2 separate regions of the Mus musculus genome follow, and region 2 is linked to region 1. A link is a contact called in public promoter capture Hi-C data. All regions are on one chromosome and are shown on one strand. The core of a region is the stretch at or near the end of the contact, and the rest is flanking DNA. Distances in the headings are between cores, read along the strand shown. Region 1 holds the start of 4930524O05Rik (RIKEN cDNA 4930524O05 gene). Region 2 holds the start of Zp1 (zona pellucida glycoprotein 1).

Evidence for each region. Capture Hi-C pulls out chosen DNA fragments and counts their contacts.
Region 2: a promoter capture Hi-C map of adipose tissue shows a contact between it and region 1. A contact is called at or near these places in 17 of 39 promoter capture datasets (the 3T3-L1 cell line, 3T3-L1-derived adipocytes, the C10 cell line and 10 more), 2 of 484 Hi-C or Micro-C datasets (bone marrow-derived macrophages and embryonic stem cells), 6 of 130 datasets of targeted methods (embryonic forebrain, embryonic hindbrain, embryonic stem cells and 3 more) and 5 of 9 other capture datasets (adipose tissue, embryonic stem cells, liver and 2 more).

Annotation. Positions count from the first base shown.
Region 1 is chr19:10,643,889-10,650,575 of GRCm38.p6, reverse strand. It overlaps 4930524O05Rik (RIKEN cDNA 4930524O05 gene), which reads left to right and starts at 2,523. Exons shown (of 3, transcript NR_045316.1): 1 at 2,523-2,640; 2 at 3,531-3,742; 3 at 4,621-4,882. It overlaps Vwce (von Willebrand factor C and EGF domains), which reads right to left. Exons shown (of 20, transcript NM_027913.2): 6 at 6,313-6,429; 7 at 5,454-5,582; 8 at 3,624-4,042; 9 at 3,451-3,544; 10 at 2,068-2,150; 11 at 1-15.
Region 2 is chr19:10,917,274-10,923,960 of GRCm38.p6, reverse strand. It overlaps Zp1 (zona pellucida glycoprotein 1), which reads left to right and starts at 3,360. Exons shown (of 12, transcript NM_009580.2): 1 at 3,360-3,557; 2 at 4,460-4,581; 3 at 4,896-5,259; 4 at 5,349-5,492; 5 at 5,877-6,064; 6 at 6,227-6,324. The coding sequence starts at 3,386.

The sequences.
Region 1 (6,687 bases), core at 1,274-3,773:
AGAAACATTTCCAGCCTGAGGAGGCAAAAGATGGTGATGGGGACAAGCGTGGGACCAGGTTCACTGCCAACCATGCCTTTAATCCCAGCATGTAGGAGGCAGAGACAGGCAGATTTCTGTGAGCTTGAGGCTAGCCTGCTCTACATTGCAAGTTTCAGGCCAGACAGGGCTACCTAATAAGACTTTATTCACAAAAGATAGATAGATAGATAGATAGATAGATAGATAGATAGATAGATAGATAGATAGATAGATAGATAGATAGATAGATAGAAAGAAGCTGGAGAGATGAATCTGTGGTTAAAACCCCTTTCTACTCCTAGAAGAGACAGGAGTTTGGTTCCCAGCACCCACATCAGGCAGCTCACAATAGCCTGTAACTCTAGCTCTAAGAGATCTGATACCAGTGCTGGAGAGATGGCTCAGGGGTTAAGAGCACTGACTGCTCTTCCAGAGGTCTTGAGGTCAATTCCCAGCAACCACATGGTGGCTCGCAACCATCTGTAATGGGATCTGATGCCCTCTTCTGGTTTGTCTGAAGACAGTGACAGTGCACTCATAAATAAAATAAAAAGATCTTAAAGAGAGAGGGAGAGATGAGGGGGAGAAGGAGAAGAGAGGGAGAAGGGAAAAGAGGAGGGAGGACAGGAGGAAGGTCCTCTTGGAGCACCTCTACATACACATACACATATATGTTAGTTGGGGAAATGGCTCAGCAGTGGAGAACACTTCTTGCTCCTGTAGGAGAATCAGGTTCAGTCCCCAGCTCCCACAGTGTACCTCACAGCCATCTGTAACTCCAGTTCCAGGGTATTTAACACTGTTGTCTGGCCTCTGAGGGCACCAGGCACATAAGTAGTGCATAGACACACATGTGAGCAAAACACCCATACAAATAAAAACATATCAATAAATCTTTTTAAAATAAATAACTAAAATGTCAAAATAATAAAGTACTTTTTTTTTTTGAGAAAGAGTCTAACTATGTAGCCCTACCTGTCCTGTCCTGGAACTCAACATGTAGACCAGGATGGCCTCAAACTCAAGAGATATGCTTGCTTGTCTTCCAAGTGCTGAGATTAGAGACATGTGGCACCATACCCAGTATACAATACACCTTTACAAGTAATTTTTAAGTTAAAATTTAAAAAGTGTCCACCATTGGAACCATCTAGACCTGAGTTCCACTATCTATGCATCTCCTAACAAGACTTTCGGCAAAGGGACATCACATCTCCAGGATCTTCTAACATGGGTGGAATCAGTGCCTGTCTTACCACATAAAATTGGAAGAATGCACACAAATTCCTCTCCTCCTCATGCTTAACATACAGGAAGAGCTAGATGAATGCTACTGGCATTCTCTGCGTCTCTGATCACACACCACCCCATCAGCAATTGTGGCCAGCTCTGGAGCTGTGTTTAAAGGTAGCCAGAGCATGGCAGCAACGGTTGGTAGACAAAGCCTGGAACAGACCACTGTTCAAACCCCAGCTCCACCAGCTTCCAGCCTCCATCTTTGAATCTACAGATCCAGGACCCACCCTGCATTTTCTGGGAGCCTCTGGTTAAGAAACAGGGGAAGGGCATCAAATCTGTGCCTGACACCCAGTGGGTGCCCAGAATTAAATTCACACAGGCAGCATCTGACACATGATTACTCTCCGAGGAGTGTAATCATGCCAGAAGCAAAAATACTCAAGAAGCCCAGGGCTTAATGAGGTTGCTCTCACCCAGATGTGGACACCTTTGTTGTGGTAATAAATATTTTGCCTGGAGAAAGCAGGCTCCTTGGGGAAGTTCCTGAGAGAGTTCTACCCTTCCCTTCCCAAATAGATGGACCCTGTTCTGCCCTGGCTCTCGCATGCACAGCAGATACCCTCCACAGCCATTGGCCAGAGCTTGGATGCTTCCAATGACCTTCTCAAACTCAATAGTTTTAGATTCAAAGCCTTGCATCAAGCTCCCTTCCAAGGAGAAGTTCATCTTCAACATCCAGTCTGTTCCCCTCCTTGACAACCCCCAAAGGTTAAGACAACATGCGGTGGTGAATCCCGGGTTGCTTACCAGACAGACACACACAGTACAGTTCTCCTCAGGAGGTGAAAACACATCCCCTTCGGCTCGGATAGCGCCACTGTGAAAGCAGCCTTTGAAAGACAAACAGGAGGTGGGGAACGTCAGCCTCCTCAAAGGACAGGAAACCAGGTCTCTTCTCTTTGAGGCGTAATACTTCTGGAACATTCTCTCACCACCCTGGATGTGCCAGCAGTGGCAGACATAGGTCCCTTGAACTGGGTGGTCCTAGGACTGCTGGGAAACAGCACAGGAGACAGATGCAAGAGTAGCTACAGTGGCTGTGAGGGTGTGCCTTGAAGTGTGTCCTGAGAAAGGGGCATTTCGTTCCCACCACACAGGAGACGCTATGTTCCGAACCTAGAGTTCTAGCTCCGTTTACCCAAGTAGCCCTGCCCACGTCACGATGCCTCTCTGTGACTCAGCTATTCTCACCATAATAGGGAAATATCACTATGTAGCCAGCAGGAGACCTGAAAGGATCCAAAATCTCGGTTATAAAGAGAACTCAGCTCTTTCCTTCAGGGCCCCATACATAGGTGGAACATGGTAGAAAACGGAAATGTAAGACAGCAATGTAGGCACTGCCTCGGCAGACCCTGGAAAGATTTTTGGTTTTATGGTGCTGCAGATTGAATTAGGACTTCCCTCACACATAGTAGGCAAGCCCCAGCCCCAGCCCCAGCCCCAGCCCCAGCCCCAGCCCCAGCCCCAGCCCCAGCCCCAGCCCCAGCCCCAGCCCCAGCCCCAGCCCCAGGCCCATAGCCCCAGCCCCAGCCTATGGGAGGAAAGTGAAATGATTGTCCTCCAGCAATGTAGGGTAGGTAGGACTGGGGAAGGAAGTCAACAGAATGCATGTGCACTGAAAGGAAGGAAGGAAGGAAGGAAGGAAGGAAGGAAAGGAAAGGAAAGGAAAGGAAAGGAAAGGAAAGGAAAGGAAAGGAAAGGAAAGGAAAGGAAAGGAAAGGAAAGGAAAGGAAAGGAAAGGAAAGGAGGAAGGAGGGAGGGAAGGATGAATAGAAGAGGAACAAAGGAGGGAGGGAGGAGGGAGGGAGAAAAGGAAGGAGGAAAGAATGAATGGAAGGAAGGAGGAAGGGGAGGAGGAAGAAGGAAGGAAAGAAGGCAGGCAGGCAGGATGGGCCAAGAAGAGCAGCCTGCTAGAAGGTTTTCCTTGAAGAGCTCTTCAGCATAGACAAATGGTTCTCAAAGTGAGATTCCAGATCAGCAGCAGCAGTGTAGTGTTGTATGTTCTCAGGCCCCACCCATGAACCTCCAAGTCAGATTTCCAGGTGACACCAAGAACTGATTGCAGGAGAAGTTGAATAATAAATAGCCCCTGGGCTGCAAAAGGCTAGAGGAAGAAAGAGCTCTTACCAGTGCAAGAGGGGCAGCACCCCCCATCTCTCGGGGGAACTGGGTGGGAACAGGTAGCGTCACACCTTACTCCTCCACAGGTCACCTCTCCATCCTGAATGCACAAACAGGAGTTGCAGTGGTGGGCAGAACCTAGACACTCCCCCAAGGCAGCCTGGGGACTTCACACCTACCTGGCACAAGCACTGAGAACATCCGGGCTGGTTCCAGCGGCTGCCTGATTCATACGTGGCTCCCAGGTGCCAACAGGAAGAGGACCCTGCTCCCAGCTTTGGGCTTTCAGGACCCCTAGGTGAGGAAGGGGTCCCTACAGCCCCCTGGAGGAGTGAGGGGGGTCCAAGGGTCCCCAGTGGGGAGGAACTTGGCACTGGAGTGGATATCAACTGTGTGGGAAAGAATGTGGGTAGGACCTGGGTGGTAGATGGCTGACTGATTGTTCTAACTCCAGTGGGGTATCCTGGGGCCCCTGGAGGAGGGCTGTGTCCTGGGGACAGGGCAGGCCGGCCTGCCTCAGGGAGGAGCAGGGACATCTTAGCAGGATGCTGTCGGGGCTGCAGGATGGCAGATGGGGCCAGAACGGCCTTCGGGAAAGCTGAAATGGAAGCACAGGGTCTCCTAAGGAAGGCAGCAGGGGCAGGAAGTGGGGTTCGAGAGGCCTAAACAGGTCCTCAGCCACATAAAGTAACAGGCTGTGACCTACTGAGGCCACAGCGACAGCCACAAGGGAAGAAGGCTGGGAAAACACTAATGGGCAAGAAAAGATCCTAAACCAGTAACAAGGAGGTCCGGCAGCCCAAGACTCAGCTGCCCTTCCTTCCTTAACAGCTATAAGGGAACACAAGTTTTCCTGAGGCTGGAAGGCCTTCAGGGTCCATCCTGGAAACAACTCTCCCCAACTGCTCTGGGCTGGGGTTTCATTGCGTCCCCTGCTTCCCATCTAGCTATGGCTTCCCTGCAGTGGAGCTAGGGCTCAGGATGAGGGCTCAGCGGAGGGTTCCCTGCAGTGGCACTGTCTGGTCACCTTGAGGGAGGAGGCTCCTGCCCACACGTAAAGACCTGGGAACTGAACCGGCATTTCCCCTACAGATGAACATCTACTGCACCTCGTCACAAAAACGGAGAATCCCCTTATGGCTGTTTTTTGTTTTTTCCTTTTTTTACCATTTGTAGGCAATAGCTGGCGACAGTGAAAAGGGAAAGGACTGCATAAAGAAGTTGAAGAATGGGGCTGGAGAGCCATCTCAGAGGTTAAGGGCACAGGCTTCTCTTGCAGAGGAGCTGGTTCTGTTCCCAGCAGTCACATGGTGACTCATACAATCCACAGCCCCAGTCCCAGGAGGTCACTTCTTGGCCCTTCTGGAGCATGTGGTACACATACAAACCAGCAGGCAAAACCCTTATAATATACATAAAATAAATCTTTCTAAAAGCCCCAACCCTTTTATTAAAAATAAAGGGAAAGAAAGAAAGAAGGAAGGAAAGAAAGAAAGAAAGAAAGAAAGAAAGAAAGAAAGAAAGAAAGAAAGAGAGAGAAAGAAAAGGAAAAAAAATCCAGGATGGAGAAATGGTTGCTATTGCAGAGGACCCAGGTTTGGTTCCAAGCACCCACATGATGCTGTAACCCCAGTTCTAGGGGATCTAACAACCTCTTCTGACTTCCACAGGCACCAGACACACACATATAAATAGGCAAAATACTCATATGCATAAACATTTTTTTTGTAAGTACATTTTTAAAATGTAAGGGAACAGGGAAAGCGAGAAAGAAAGCGGGGGGCATTGGTAGTGACAAACAAAAAGAACTGGAAAAAAGGCGGGATTTAAAGAACGAGTTTGGCAAAGAGGGGGCCTGTGGTTAGGGGGTGAGGTCTGGTACCTCAAGGGCAGAACCAAGATCTTTAAGATATGGTTTGGAGTCAGGAGAACAAGATCTATGGAGTGGGCTTTTGTGCTGAGAAGGCAGGACTAAGAGCTAGAGGGTAGGGCTAGGGCCTGGTGCTCACCTTCACAGGACACACGGTCAGATCGAAGCCTGAAACCAGGTCTACAGGTGCACAGGAAGCTGCCCACAGTGTTGTGGCAGGTGTGGTGACAGACTCTCCTCTCTTGTGGCCGCCGACACTCGTTGACATCTGTGGGAGAGCCTTGCTGCCTTACCTTGGCCATGGAGCCCTTTCTCATCCCCTTCCTGAATGCTGAAGACTGGGAGAGTTCAGCTGCAGAGCTCTAGAGTCCATCCAGGTACAAGATGTGACTCAGAAAGCTAGGGATGGAGTTGGTGTCTATTGGCAGTATTCTTGGGGGCTTCTTGCATCCAGGGGGTGGGGGTGCAGCTCGTCCCAGAACCATCAAGAGCTCAACCCTGGTGGGAAGCTGGTTTCCAAATCTTCTGCTGTCCGATATTCCTCTGTAAACAGTGTCTCAACACTCACTGCTGCGCAAAGCAGGTTCAAGACCAAATACTTAACCCACTAACTAGTACAAGGTCTTCTTCAAGCTCATGGGACCCCACTTTTGGTCATAGGGATTACCAAACATCTGGAAATTTCTAATGAGCTGAGAAAATTGGAGTCTCCTCCTAAACCAAAGACACCAAGAAAGTGGGTGAGCAGCGAGAAAGCCTTGATATGTACCTGGGAGAGAATCGAAGAGACTCTAATAGGTTGAAAGGGGAGATGGCCAGGGAAGGCCCAGCTTGAGGTCTTAAAGGCAGAAAGACACCAACCATGGGACGGGAATGCTCTGAACAAAGGCTCCACGGGACCGGAAGATCCAAATGTTGGTCTTCCTAGTTTCCAGACTGACCTGCCCACATTCCTGATTGGCGTCCTAAGTGCACCAGCCACAGGCGGAAGATCTCACCTATACAGGAGTGTCGGTTGCCGTGGAGGTGGAAGCCAGCGCGGCAGGAGCACTTATAGCTACCAATGCTGTTCTTACATCTCTGCTGGCAGGGTGTTCCCAGGCACTCGTCAGTGTCTGTGAGAGCAGAAGACAAAGCTAGCAGCCATCTCTCCACAGGACTTGGAATCCTCTCATCCCTCTCTCTCACCCAGCTCGGGGCCACTGGGGACCAGCTGATGGTCTCCACCCTCACCGTCTCAGCCCAGCGCCGGCTGCTTTGTCTCTAGGCTGAGGAACAGACACAGCCTCCCTGAGCCCTCTAACTCTGTTTTCTCTGGAACCATCTTCCTATGATCTCCAGAAGGTCCTCACCTAAGGCCACCTGCGATGGGA
Region 2 (6,687 bases), core at 2,111-4,610, 270 kb before region 1:
GCCTGGCTGCCTTATATCATTTTAAAGAGACCAGTTTAAGGCTGAGGATACAGCTCAGTGGCAGTGTTTGCCTAGTACCACAACAGTAAAATAAAGCATCATTCCTGTAGAAGAACCCACATCCTGGCAGCTTTTCCTCTTCATCTTCTCCCCATCCCCACCTTTCTCTACCAAGCCCTTAAGGTGTATTGTTGTGTTGTGTGGTTTGTTTAGTTGTTGTTATTGTTCAGTTGTTGTTGTTTGAACACAGAGTATTACATAACCCAGGCTGGCCTCAAACTTGCTATATTACAAGATGACCTTGAAATCCTGATCCTCCTGCTTCCACCTTCAAAAGAGTGTTGAGGTCACAGTCACCACCTCCAGTGTATATGGCGCTGGGGACTGGATCGGGGCTAATGCATGCTAATCAAGCACTCAACTGCGCTGCCTCTCCAGCCCTAAGGCCCCACTCTTCTCTTCTTTTTTACTTTTTTTTTTTTTGTTTGTTTTTGTTTTTGTTTTTTGTCTTTTTCGAGACAGGGTTTCTCCGTGTAGCCCTGGCTGGCCTGGAACTCACTCTGTAGACCAGGCTGGCCTCGAACTCAGAAATCCGCCTGCCTCTGCCTCCCAAGTGCTGGGATTAAAGGCGTGCGCCACCACGCCCGGCCCACTCTTCTTTTCTAACTTGGAATGTTTCTTTTTCCTTAAGACAATTTTAAGATTTGTTTGTTTGTTTGTTTGTTTAATGTGTATGAGTGTTTTGCCTACATCTATGCATGTGTACTGCAAACATGCTTGGTACTCATGGAGTTCAGAAAAGATTTTTGGATCCACTGGAATTGGAGTTTTGGATGGCTGTGCACCATGTGGGTCCTGGGAACTAAACCCAGGTCTTCTGCAAGAGTAACAAGTGCTCTCAACCACAGAGCCATCTCTTCTGTCCAAGACCCTATTCTTGAAGTCAACTTTCCTTCCGAAATACTTCCAGGAGCTCCATCCTACCCCATCCCACTCCAGGTGGGTACCTCTCCTTACTCTGCTCAAACAGCCACCAGTGCCATGAATTAAGTCAGTGCCACATACAATTCAGCACACCCATTATGGGTCTCTTTCAATCTTCTTGCTCACCCTGCCAGATAAGCACAACTTTTCAACTCTAGTTTTCAAAGGAGAAACCTGAGGCTTGGGGGCGGGGGGGGGGGGGGGCGGGGGGGGGCGGAATGGCGCAGCCAGGTCACAAGTGGGAAGCCATAGCAGCTAGTCTGCAGTCAGCATGTAACTACATGCTCTCTGAAGTACAAGAGAACCACAGGTTACCAGGCCCATGTTACCAGGCTTCGCTGAGCTCAGACTCGCTGGGCTGTGGGAGAATTAGTACCTGGAAGGGAGGATAATAGCTTCCCTCTGAGGATGGGGGAAATGAGGAGCTGGCACAGGCTTGGTCCATTCTTGTGTGTTCATAGATGTTATCTCTTACAATTGCTGAACAGAAAACCAAGAAGACATTAGGTGATTGGCACCCCCTTCACCACTTTCCCCGTAGCTAATGCCTTCTAATAGTCTCAGGCATGTTTCGCTGTCAATAACCTGGTAGATACATCTCCTAAGCTTTCCCGGTATCTATCTAGGATGCCATGTTTATTCCATTATCTATTCTTATTTTATATTATTTCATTTATTATGCTTAAGCACTGCTTATCAAAAATGCTTGGGACTAAAGGTGTTTTATATTTGTGTGTGCATGTGTGTTCTGTGAGCACCCATGCATGAGGAGAGGCCAGAGCAGGATGTCTGGTACCCCACTGCCTTAGTTTGTTTTCCAATACTGTGATAAACAGCATGACCAAAAGCAAACTGGGGAAGAAAAGATTAATTTCATTTTATATTTACAGGTAACAAATAGTGCATCACTGGGGGGAGTCAGGACAGGAGGAAACCACGGAGGAATGCTGCTTACTAGCTTGCTCCTCGTGACTCGCTCAGCTTACTTTTTTGTACAAACCAGGACCACCTGCCCATGCGTAGCACCACCCACAGGGCCTAGGCCCTCCTGGGTCAATCACCAATCAAGAAGACTCCCCTACAGGTCAATCTGATTTCTACAGGTCAACTGAGGTTTCTTCTCCCAGATGACTCTAACTTATGTCAAGCTGGCAAAAAATGAACCAGCACACCTGTTCATTACTGCGCCTGATTCCTTTGGGACGGGATCTCTCAGTGAATCTGGAGCTAGGCTAGCAGCCAGAAAGCCCCAGTAATCCTTTTATCTCTGATCCCAAGAGTCATGGTGTTACAAACACCTGGCTGTTTACATGGATGCTGGGAATTTGAACTCAGATCATCATACTTACATAACAAGCACTCTCTCCTCTCTCTCTCTCTCTCTCTCTCTCTCCCTCTCTTTCTCTCTCCCTCTCTCTCTCTCCCTCTCTCTTGCTCTCTTGCTCTCTCTCTCCCTCTCTTTCTCTCTCCCTCTCTCTTGCTCTCTTGCTCTCTCTCTCTCTCCCTCTCTCTCTCTCTCTCCCTCTCTCTCTCTCCCCCTCTCTCTCTCACTCTCTCTCTCTCTCTCTCTCCCTCTGTAGCCCAGGCTGCCTTCAAACTTATGATCCTCATGTCTCAGCCTCCCATGTGCTGGGATTGCAGGCATGTACCACCATGTGGACCCAGCAACTGGATTTTGATTTGTGCTGTATCATGTGTGTAATGTGTGACTCATCACAAGGTCAAGAACAGACTTCCACTTTTGCCATCATATTGGTGCTCAGAATATTTCAGACATTCGTGCATCTGGGATTTTGTGTTTTCTAGCAGAGGATGTGATCGCCAAGGATTAACTATGAGAACACTGAGAGGCGCTACCACCAGTCTCTGATTGCTTACCACCCACCACCCTCATTCTGCCAGCTCTGCCAGGAGCTGGGCTTGAGTGGGGGCAGGGAGTAACCTTGTATTCAGTTTCCAGGGTCCTGACAGGTAGAAGGAAACCCTGGAAGAAGGATACCTGGGCAGAAAGTTCCCACACCCATGTGAGACTGGGAAGCACCCAGTCAGTGGACTGAAGCATTCAGGAATGACTGCTGTCCTATAGCCTTCCTGCAGCCTCTTTGCTAGAAATCCCTGGGTAGTCCCAGCTGCCACAGAAAATTGGTGAGGGGTCAGGAGCAGCTTTCTAAAGATCCTTGATAGACCCAGGATGGAACGTGCCTTCTCCTGCCTCAGGGGAAGGAGTTTCTCCATAGCCCCTTGTAGGCTAAGCAGCTGCTCCCCCAGGTGGATCTCCTTTGCCCCTAGAGGCTACCACTTCCTGCCTGATGCATATAAAGATTTGGCCCCCCAAGTAGGATGATGGGGAAATCATAGAGACTGTTGTGGGTGTCTGTGCTGACAGACAGGGACCTCCATCATGGCCTGGGGTTGTTTTGTGGTCCTGCTTCTGCTGGCGGCAGCTCCCCTGAGATTGGGTCAGCGCCTGCATCTCGAGCCTGGCTTTGAATACAGCTATGACTGTGGGGTACGGGGCATGCAGCTGCTGGTGTTCCCTAGGCCAAACCAGACTGTCCAATTCAAGGTGCTGGGTGAGTGCTGGCAGACACCCTTCCCAATTTCCCATGCCTAGTCCCAAGCCCAGCCTGCTGCAAGGAGGGAGCTGCACCTCTTCCCGGGGGCAGGCGCTGGAGGAGAAGAGGCCAGTCACTCAAGAGGGCTGCAAGAACCAGCCTCTTGCCCATCACCACACAGAGACAGGACTCTCCTGTGCCCTGTGCACAACAATCACCTGTAGGAAAGACAGGCCCTGACTCCAAATGCTGGGCTCTCAACTTCCAGCTGCAAGCTTCGGGCCCACAAAACACCCTTGGGGGTGTGATTTAATGTAGAGAATAGGTGTGTGTGTGGGGGGGGGGGTTCTGTGTGATGATTTGAATCTCACTTTCAGAGCAGCATCTGCGAGGTGAGAAAGATGACCCCCTTCCCACACACACACTTGCCCTGTGCATGGAAAAAGAAGGGTGAGGGCAGCCCGGGGTGAGGTAGGATGGGGTGGGGTAGGGGTTCGGTGTTTGCTGTTCTGAAATAACAATGCAAGTGAGCAGGTGTCCCCAAATGAGACAGTTAAGATGACAAATAAGCTTCCTTCTTTCACTCTGCCCTCATTTCACTCCTATTGTGTTGGTCTGAGTCCTTGGGATTCCTAGATGCCTCAGCCAAGGTACGTGGTTAACTAAACTTAGGCTATAAGGTGTTCAGTCTGTGTCTGACACCCTGTGAACACTCCCTTATCCCAGCTACCAAGAGCCAACGACAGAAGTGAAAACCAAAACCAGAAAGGGAAAGACACTTGTCTAAGGCCACACAGCTGAGCTAGCAAGAAAAACTAGGTCTTGAAACAAGCCCGCCTCAAGAGCTTTTCAGAGGTTCCCAGCAGCCCTTTGCCCTCCAGCACCTGAGACTCCCTCCCCAATCTCCTCCCCCTACCCAGATGAATTTGGGAACCGGTTTGAGGTGAATAACTGCTCTATCTGCTACCACTGGGTGACCAGTGAGGCCCAGGAGCACACAGTATTCTCAGCTGATTACAAAGGCTGCCACGTTCTAGAGAAGGTAAGGAGAGTCACATGTGAGGACAGAGGGAGATTGTCCTAACTGCCCCTTATGACCAGAAAAGAATAGAGCCTATGAGGGGTGGGGAGTGGGTAGGTGACGGGTTAGATCCTGAGATACGCCACAAATCGGCTCCCTCTCCACCAGGGATGCTCAGTTTCCATTAACAGCAGCCAGCCTGGGTGGCAACCACTCCAGGACTGGGTGTAGTCAACAGCCAGGCACCATGCTCTGGCCTCCAGCCCAGCCCTCACGCTCACCTGAAGTGTCAGGTGGCCACACTCAGCTGCTCTCTATGGCTCTCTCATCTGCAGGATGGGCGGTTCCACCTGAGGGTGTTCATACAAGCCGTCCTACCCAATGGCCGTGTGGATATAGCACAAGATGTCACACTGATCTGTCCCAAACCAGACCACACCGTGACTCCGGACCCCTACCTGGCTCCACCCACCACACCTGAGCCTTTTACACCTCATGCTTTTGCCCTTCACCCCATCCCTGACCACACCTTGGCTGGGTCTGGCCACACTGGTCTCACTACGTTGTACCCAGAACAGAGCTTCATCCATCCAACTCCTGCTCCGCCATCCCTAGGACCTGGACCTGCTGGATCCACTGTACCTCACTCCCAATGGGGCACGCTGGAGCCCTGGGAATTGACTGAGCTGGATTCTGTAGGTATGTGGGCCTTCTCTGTGTACAGTCTGTGTCTTGGGACCTTTGAGCTCTAAACAGTCATTTCCTCACTGCTCTGTCACCAACCCTAGGTACCCATCTGCCCCAGGAGCGGTGCCAGGTAGCCTCCGGGCACATCCCATGCATGGTAAATGGAAGTTCCAAGGAAACCTGTCAGCAGGCTGGCTGCTGCTATGACAGTACCAAAGAAGAGCCCTGTTACTATGGCAACACAGGTATAACCTCTTATCCCAAGCACGCCCTTGGCATAGCAGGGGAAGTCTCCCTTCTATCTAGCTGAACTGCCTTGTATGCAGCCTAAGAGAACCCAGTTCCCAAGAAGATGCCACCGTCCTCAGATAGGAAGAGTGCCTGCCCCGGGGGCTGCTGGGTCCCTCCCCTTCTTACAGACCCTGACCTCACTCTGTAGCATTCAACCCTCTGTTCTGTCAGCTCCTAGGGCATTTGCTTAGGCCAACAATGGGAAGAACAATGTCCAGATCCCGTGACTCCCTAGTGGCTAAACATTGTCACCCGCAGAGCCCATCCCCTGTCCCTAAGGTAGAGAGACTTTGAATCCCAAAGGCCTGATCTACCTCTTGGACCTGCCTTTGTCCTAGTCACTCTCCAGTGTTTCAAAAGTGGCTACTTTACCTTGGTCATGTCACAAGAAACAGCCTTGACACATGGAGTCCTGCTAGACAATGTCCACCTGGCCTATGCCCCCAACGGATGCCCCCCTACCCAGAAGACAAGTGCTTTTGTGGTCTTCCATGTCCCTCTCACCCTCTGTGGAACAGCAATCCAGGTAGGAGTGGAACTTAGGCTGACAGTGAGCCCCACCTCGTGAGGGGCATCACCAGACAACTACCCCTTTATCCACTGGGGCATCATCATGGTCCAGGTAGGGGCAAGATGCATGCTGGGAGTGAGTCCCACCCCTAGGGAGCCTCACTCACTACCTCCTCAGGTGGTCGGCGAACAACTCATCTATGAGAACCAGCTGGTGTCTGACATTGATGTCCAAAAGGGGCCACAGGGTTCCATCACTCGGGACAGTGCCTTCCGGTGAGTAGTGGCTGGGTTACAGGCCTGGGTGTGGGGTGTGAGACTAGCGTCAGGGTCCAAACGTCTTTTGCTTTAGCACAAAGTACTTATGGCCCAGAGGTGGGGACACAATTCTGTAGCATGCTTTTAAGTTTTTGGACTTAAGTGCTTGAGGTGGCCAGTTTCAGCATGGCATGAAGGACTTTGGGGGAGGGGGATCAGAGAAGTACAGAGGGACAGCTGGAGTCTGTCCAGATTAGGCTAAAGGAGCGCGAGACAACAGAGTGAGGCCTTCACCACTGGTGCAGTTACTACAGCTGAAAAGCACACTATCAGTGGGCGTTGGGCATGGGACCCTGGAGACATGGTTTGGTGACTGCATGG